Regions from separate parts of the Zea mays genome. Here region 2 is linked to region 1. The links are chromatin contacts, called in public Hi-C maps. All regions are on one chromosome and are shown on one strand. Each heading gives the region's core, a stretch centred on a gene start, on an enhancer-like site or on the middle of the called end of the contact. The rest is flanking DNA. Distances are from core to core; before and after follow the strand shown.

What was found. A called contact is a pair of places that touch in the nucleus more often than the background predicts.
Region 2: a Hi-C map of endosperm shows a contact between it and region 1, with 3 times the contacts expected there. The contact joins the promoter of LOC100285855 here to the promoter of LOC100191874 in region 1. A contact is called at or near these places in 3 of 25 Hi-C or Micro-C datasets (ear, endosperm and tassel).

Annotation. Positions count from the first base shown.
Region 1 is chr3:109,666,787-109,671,145 of Zm-B73-REFERENCE-NAM-5.0, forward strand. It overlaps LOC100191874, which reads right to left and starts at 1,842. Exons shown (of 7, transcript NM_001137298.1): 1 at 1,647-1,842; 2 at 1,370-1,537. The coding sequence starts at 1,817.
Region 2 is chr3:110,296,916-110,301,274 of Zm-B73-REFERENCE-NAM-5.0, forward strand. LOC100285855 (protein YIF1A) reads right to left here and starts at 2,626. Exons shown (of 5, transcript NM_001158745.2): 1 at 2,466-2,626; 2 at 605-777; 3 at 426-524; 4 at 177-328; 5 at 1-93. The coding sequence starts at 775.

The DNA.
Region 1 (4,359 bases), core at 592-3,091:
ACTGATTGTCCATATCGTCCGATTAGGTGACGATATGGAATGATTAATCGCCTACGAGCCGATCAGTTGCGATTAATAGAGGTAGTCCAACAGTCTAGACTGGCCCCAACAGTCCAGTTTGTGCTCGGGTAGTCCAACAGTCTGTTTGACTGACTGCCCATGATTAATAGAGCTAGCCCCCTAGCTCTACCTATCTTTTCATTTTCCCTGACGGCTGGGAGAAAATCAAAAAACACCCTTCTCTCTTCCCAGCTCCCTTCCCTCTCCTTTCACCCTTCTCTCTCCCTCCAAGGCTCCAACACGGCAACACCTTTCTCTCTACATCGCCTGGGAGAAAAGAGAACATAGGGACTGGAGATGAGCTCCTCATCTGAAGCCTTCTTGGTCATGGTCTACTGATCTAGTAAGTTGTAGACTTGCGGTTTCATATAAACTTGTTGATGCTGTGCTATTATGAACTATTCAAGTATTGAATAAACTTGTTGCTGCTGTACTGATCTAGTAAGCTGGATGTACTGCTGTTTTGGACTATTCAAGTATTGAATATTGGACTATTTATACTACTGCAAGTCTCTATAGTATATACTATATATAGTGTTATATATATGACTATCCTGGAATACACAGGACGGCCAGGGGGGCGATTAGGGTCGATCAGGGGCGACTAATCGCCTTGATCGACGCCTAATCGCCCAGTGGGATCGATCATGCGATCAGGCGATCTGAAAATTATGGTCTGGAGAAGGGATAAATTGAGGCGAGCCTTCCCCCGCAAATGTGGAGAGGCTCACAAGAAAAGAAAACCTACATGAAGGCTTGTTAGATAAGTATGTGCATATCTCCTGTATGGTATATATATCTTCTTTATGGTATGCATCACCACAGCTATCAGCAAGTTAGTACTCTTCTAAAGTTGTGTATAGAAAATAGAGATATTCTTGTTAGTTCCTTGACTTGTACTTTAAGCTGCTAATTGTTTTCTGTAATCTGGCACATGGTTGTTGTCGGGTCGCTACTGTATAATATGGACCTGTGACGAGCCTAGTTTGTCATCCACATTTACATAATTTTACAAGACTATCACACCAAAAGGCATGTGTGTAATGTGTTCTACTTTTACAAGCAAACTTTTTATTTCTTGTGTGATATACATCAGCACTACATGCTTATTATGTGAAGTGGGTACGTATAAGTAACACGATGTCTGTAATGTCACAGTATCTAATATTTGGTACTACTATAAGCAACATCAATTGGCTGCAACTGCAGGGATCAAATTACTCAAACAGTGTCATAACGATATGTAACCTATGGTTAGGGAAAAGAAAAATGAATCCAAGATAAGCATATGGAATGGAAGACAGTGTACCTCAACCAAGTCCATGTCCATCCTGATCGCAAGCTGCAAGGCTTCATGCCGGGGGAGAATGTTGTGGCCTTCATCCATGACGAGCCTGACGAAGGGAGCGGCGATGGCGTTGTTCATGCGCGGGCCCGCGCTGGCATCGTCCTCCTCCTTGCCTCGCTTCCTATTGGTCTTCAAAACCGAAACGGGACGGAACGGGTCACCACAAAGCCCACGGTCACGAGGCAGCGCGGCAGGGAAGGCGGGGTGAACGGAGGCAGCAGCGAAGAGGGGTGCCTACCTGAGTACCAGGCGGAGCAGCGAAGTGCCGGAAAGGCGGGGCCAGCGGGGAGCGTATGGGAGTGGGAGCGGGGGCGGCGAGGGCCAGTGGGGGAGGAGGATGGGGACGGTGGCGGCGGAGGTAGGCGGCGGCGCGGAGCGCGAGGGATCCGGCGTTGCGCCGGAGAGCCATCCTTTTTTTTCCTTGCCTTGTGTCGCCGGGCCCGGAGGGTTGCGGGACGCTATGGGGGCCCGGAGGACCTTGCTCTGCTTTGTCCTCGTGGGGATGGGATGGGCTTGGCTGGGCTGGGCTAGACGGGCCTTCCCCCTCATGATCTCTGCCAGGTGGGCTTTGGCCCATATGCCCGCTGTTCGGTCGAGTAGGTTGTGTCCATGTCCGGATATTTTGTATTTTAGTTTTTTTTAAAAAATCGCGTTTAGATTTCTGGACGAATTAATATTGTTTTTGGACCTTTTGCTCGTCGCCACAGCCCGTGGCGTTGAGGTATCACGTCTCAGCGTCATAGTCTGTGGCACCGAGGTACGTGTCGCGCTGGCGGATAATGCTAACGCAACACCATCGTGGTCCCCTAGCTCGGCATCATAAAACTTGGCGCGAGGCTAGGATTTAGGCTCGGACTGAGCTCCTCCTTCCCATTCTCTCCCTCACCTTCGCTCACTCACTGCTACCGCCCAATCTTTGTGCTTCACCACCGCAGGCCTCGCCCCGATCCCCGCTCCGACGCCAGCCTCGAGCGTCGTGATGAGCCGCCGCCCCGAGCACCCGCGTCGTCGCCCTCGAGCGCCGCGCTGCCACGAGCCTCCACGCGACCGTCACGTGCGACGTCATCGGTCCGGAAGCACGCCATCGCCTCGCCAACGTCGCCTTGCCTTGTTGTCGCACCTTCGTCTCCTTGAGGTCAATGTCGCACGCCTAGGTTTAGTTTAGGTTAGTACAAACTTTACTCTAGGTTTAGTTAAGTATAAATGTTAGTTTAGTTACAAATTTTACTCTAGGTTAGTTTAGTATATATTTTAGTTTACTTTAGTTATTAAGTTTAGTATATTTAGTTTAGTTTTGTGTAGTTATTTAGTTTGTTTAGTATATATTTTAGTTTGGTTTACTTTCATACAAACTTGCTAGTTAGTTTTTGTACTTGTTTGTGGACTTAGTTAGTTTAGTTTTGATTAGTTTAGTATAGTTAGTTTATTTTTGTTTAATATGTTTAGTTTAGTTTTGTTTACTTTAGTACAAAGTTGCTAGTTAGTTTGTGTACTTAGTTACATACCACTAGTTAGATAAGTGAATGTGTATGTCACCCATCGTGTTGTTCGTTTCTCTTCAGGTTTTAGAAACCTCACCATATAGGGGAGGTGCTGCCGAAATTTTTATTGAAAGTAATATGTTTTTTTGTAGATACGAAGCCATCCGACTCCACCTCCGCCACTGGTAGTGTCACACCCGTTTCTAAGGGGCAGAGCCGGGTGCATAGCATATGTGTGCCAGGATCTATTTCCACACATATGTTGATGCCACAAGTGTAATATATCAAAAGAACAATGCATAAAAGCGTAAATAACGATTATATTAACATATTACACTTTGAACAGACATAATGTCTTAACCTTTATTCATCAAAGTACAGCGAAACATGGACATCAAAATGCAAGGTAACAAGGTAAGGCTAAAGTTAAATGCGGTTAGCATTTTAGTTGGTCAACATTTTATTAACAACACTTGACTTACTAATAAGTGTGAATCCCAAGTATTCCCATTAAACAAAGGTATAAGAGTATGTCAAAAACACTTAAGTGAAACCACTTAAGCAAACCATTGGCAGATCATCGGATCTCGATTTATTTCCATCTTCAAGTTCAATTATCATGTGAGGAGTCCAGGATGCTCATAACCGTGAGCACGGCTGATTTATCAGTTTTACACTCTGCAGAGCTGGTACAACTTTACCCACAAGCCGTGTATCCCCTCTAGCCTGGGTCGGCCAAAACCCGTAAACACTTCCGAGGTGAGTGGCTAGGGATCCACTATGAGGCTTTCATAGAATACTCTTAATGCTAAGCAACCTGCTAAGGTTTCTAAAGACGGTGTGGAGGCCCTCCGGGTGAGGTACCTTAGCCAAGAATACGTCCCCATGTTAACGTGAGCTGCCACCATTGCCGCTCCCCCTCTTTCCCATATTTCAGGTAAGGTTGCTAGGTACTAAGCATATAAAGCTAATTACCAAAGCCAAAGCCATGATATCACTCGTGGTTGCACTGTTTTCCCGGGTGGTCACTCCATGTTCCAATTATCACAATATGATCTTGCTTAATCATCGGATTAACAACAATAATGTAACTTACCATTTGGAACATTGATATCATCAGTAGGAGTAACATCATAGAGTTAAAGTTGTAGTAATAGCATAGCTACTTAATTAGATCAAAACCCATGTTAACAAGGAATAAGGTTGGAAAGGTTAGGAGGATCTGAATAGGAAACCCATCAAATTATGCATATATATCCAAGAATAAACTTTATTAAATGTATTGTTTGGGATCACACAGAGTATGCAGAGGGAGAAGTCCACTTGCCTTGCTTATAGAAAAGTTGGGGTTCTTCCACGGATAGGGATAGATCTTGATTCTTAACTACTAGATCAACCACTGAATATCACACAAACAAACAAGAAGAACAAACACCACTCAATAACATACAACGTTCACCATACGTAAAG
Region 2 (4,359 bases), core at 1,376-3,875, 630 kb after region 1:
ATCGAGTAGAGCAGACCTTTCAGGACCATGAGCTGGAAGCCCCAGCCGATGAGCGCCCTTGTAAACTGCAGATTTATAGCTGCTGGAGTAAACCTGCACAAGTGTCATGTACAGTCAATTATAGGCATTGGTCAGAAGCATTTTGGGAGGCTGAAGGATAACTGCCGACAACTCACTTTCCCATGAAACCCAATGTAAACCCTGAAAGGATGATGAAGCTTCCAAATGCCATGAAAGGGATGTACAGATCTGGTGCGTTTATGTCATAGATTGGAGGTTTGTAGGACAAGCGGCCACCGACCGGCTCACTTATTCGAGTCCAGTGCCCCTGCAAAGATATTGAAGAAACACCGGTTTATCTCAGTACACTGGGATTAAACAACCAGACTTGTATTTCAATGGTATTAGGAAATACTATGATATACCCTGTGAAAGAACGGGAACAGTATAACTTTCAACTTGTTACGGACATATTGATCATTCACATGGAAGTAATACTGCGGGTTGGAGAAGTATCTATTGATCTGCAAGAATCGAACCAATAATTTAGAGAATGCATGCAAACAGCAGAAATAAAGTACAAGTTCTGTTGGAGGATCCGTACGTTGCTTTGCATGAATTCTGAACTAGAACCCAAAAACTTCTCCCCATATACTCCTATCCCAGATCTGATTAGGCCCGAGCTTGCACCGTATAATGGATTATCAAACTGGACAGGTTGAGAGTTTTGCGGGGGCATCTGCATCCCCGAAGGATTCCCGTAATTACTATACATGGCTGCAGTGAAGAAGCAGAGGTATAAAAGAGGTTAGACCAAAATGATAGTATGACAATTCATAACAGAGAGTTGACATATTTGCAGACGACTAAATGAGAATAACAAAACATTAGCATGATGTTACATAAATCATGGTTAAATATACGGGAGCTATTTAGGTCACTGATAAGGCAGAAAGTTCTTCTATAGTTTTCATTAATCCCCAGGCACATACACAACAACAATAAAACATTTTAGTTACAAGCAAGTTGAGGCAAGCTAGAGTTAAAACTCAACAAAAACAACAAGTCAAGATTCAGGCACGTGGATAACTGTTTTCCATGCACTTATATTCAAAGCTAAATCTTTGGGTATATTATATCCTTTACACCCTACTTTTACTGTCTCGCCATCTATTTCTGATCCGATTCTCCTTCACCAAAAGGTGCTTCCATTCATCCTTAATGCACTTAACTTGGTTGAAGTCTCTTATCTTACTCATCGACCGTAGAATCCCAAGCATATCATCATAAAAATAATTTCATGCACCAAACTTCAACATCAGATTAAAAAAATGGATGCAAAACTATAATGGAATTATCCTACATTCTACACTACATCTGGAAGAGAATTTATCGACAAACTGTAAACATAACTGAGAATTTGACAGATCATCTCCCGGAAGTATAAACAAAAAATATTTAATCAACTGGAGTCAAATTCCAGTTACAGAGTCCAACCAATGTACTCGTAACCGTTGACCTTTTTTGTAAAAAAGGGGGGGGGGGGGGGGGGGTTCATAGCAGTCAAGATCATGTTCTAATCCTAGCATCGCTTGTGCATTCCATTTATCCTTAACTACAAGGAAATCAACCATCCTTGTTGAGATGTAACGAAGCAGAAACACTTACGCATATGTTCAGCTAATAGTTTGACTGCACACCCTACTGATGTTGATTTCTGTAGAGGCAGAGAAATAGCAAACTATTGTTTGGTCTTTCTATTCTATTTAGCTGGAGGAGGCGAACAAGAAGCGATACGTGTAATAAAAATCGAAATGCCTTATTAGGTCTGTTGATAGAGCACACAGAATTATTGCTACATAGACAGATATACAAAAAAAATTATTCGCCCCTCTACGATTATTAAAGCAGCAAATTTCTGCTAATTTTCCTTGGATTGCTTCAATAGCTACATCAATACTAGGCACTTCCCCATGTTCCAAATTGTACGGTAAAAAATATATCAAAAACATGAACAGGTAAGAAGCTACAGTTTTATAGTATTCATAGCCATTCAGGAAAAAAAAAGTACATGTTAGAGTTTATATTTTTTTCTAAAACCCCAAAAAGACTATAGTTTCAGTTCCAGCTAATGTTCGATCCAAACGATCCACGCTGCCGCTCCAAAACCATGGAAATGGTAACCAAAGAAGAGATTCCATGCATCCAAACAGAGCCAAATCAGCTGTTCATGTGCAAAGACAAGCTGCGCCCGCACCTCGATTGGGCCTGTTCCAGAGCCCGTGGGTTGCACCGAGACCGGTCGGTTTCCCCGCGCTGAAGAGCGAGCGAGCGAGCGAGGAGAATAACCTAACAGAACCGCGGGATTGGCGGTTTCGCGGGGCACCACGAACGAACGCAGAGAAGCGGAGCGAGAGATTCGGGTCCAATTGAGCGAGCTGGGAATCGGGATCGACGCGAGATACCTGAGTGGACCGATGGAGGCGCGGCGAGCGGAGAGAGGGAGAGATCCGAGAGGGAGAGGGGGGCGGCCGCCGGAGACTCGTCGGACTCGGGGAGATTTTCGGGAGCCTACAGGTCCGTCCACTGTGCGGGTTCCTCTTTCCTTCCGCCTCCTGGTGTCGGTAGGTCCACGCGATTGACGGGAAAGTTATTTTATGGGCCCCGGGTACTTTTTCTTTCTTTTTTTCTTTTTTTTTTATTTGCTTCGGTGCGGGCCGCCAGCCATGTCCTCCCTCCGGCTCTCCGGTATTACTACCTCATATTCATAGCCATAACAAAAAAATAACTCCATTAAATTACCCATATACACTCGTTGGTATTGATTTATCCCCGTACCCATACCTATGTAGGTATGGGTCACACATTGGGTCACATGTACCAAAAAAATTAAACATCTATTAAAATATTATATATACAAATGTCAAGTATATCCATCTAAATACCATTACAAAATTTTTAGCATCATTTAACCATCCATTCAACACACCAAAGATAATTACATAAAGTAATAACACTAGGACAGTACTACATAGCACATTACATTTTCCATTACATGGTCATTAAATAGTCGTTAAACCTTCTATGACATTATGGCCTAAAAGGTTGTTAAATAGTAAAAAAGATGGATGACTAAAGTCCAAGTTCATGCTTGGGATAAGTTTATATTGGTTATTTTATACCCACGGGTTAACGGGTATGGGTGAAGGTGGAACGTTCTAATACCCGTTTACCCATTAGGTGAAGATTTTTGCCCAATAACAGACCTACGGGTAAAATATTTAGCCCACATACATACCCTAATGGAGTAAATACCCATCGGGTATCGGGTCGCGGGTACCCATTGCCATGTCTAGCCGTGGCGTGGGTCTCTTTCTTCTTCTTTTTTTGAAAATGATTATCTCGAGCAGTTACAACAGTGAACAGTTGTCTATTCACAAACACCATTTACTTTGTATATAAAAAAACTATATCCCTTAATAAAGAAATAGTTTTGTCATTTACATTCTCTTCGTCTTGTTTGCAATCCATATTACAACGCGTTATCAACATACTCGCGAGAATAGAGGGAAAAGGCAAAGTGAACGCTCACACGAGAAAGAAGAAGGTTGGAGGCCTCGAGCTCTAGAACGACAGAAAGGTACGATGCCTACCGTTCCTCTTCGTATTCGTCGTCTACGCGAAGTTCTTCGTGTCATCGACGATGCATTGTTGGAGGCGTACACCACCGGCCAAGCATCGCCTGTAGCTGCAACCGCTCCAAGTCGTGTCCAAGTGCACAATGTGCAGTTCTGTGTGGCCCACTGTTGGATGGTGGTTGTACTGCTCCCGGAGGTCGAGTGTGGCCTCCCCATCTTGCTCCCGTCACCGTCGGTGCCGACTGGAGACACAGAGTCGTCGGTGCCCATGGACATCGAGTTGGCGCCTCCGACACCTCCTCCAGCCATTGTCTCACCAGTTCGGTGCCGCTATTCCCCATCACCACTGGAGTCAGATGTCGCAGGGATCATCGTGGCCCATCGTGGACAACCTCCTCGTGCAGTCGAGGACGAACCATGCGGACACCTAATCTTCACCAGCCACCGCCGCGCGCCTCCCTCCTCCTATGAGTGGGCCTAATGGCCCTCGGGACTGGCCAGTGGCGAGCGGCGCCACACCGGCGGGCTGGTGGGGGTAGGGTGAGCACTAGCAGAGCCCAAGTCGGAGGAAGACGTTGGGGCGCCGTGGCCAACCGAGCCCGCGGCGGGCCGTGCCCTCGACAGAGTCGTGCGCCCGCGTAGGGGCTGCCCACGCCGGGGCCGCTCCTGGCTGGAGCGCTCGCGCTAGGGCCACTCCTGACAGGCATATAAGGTGAGTGTT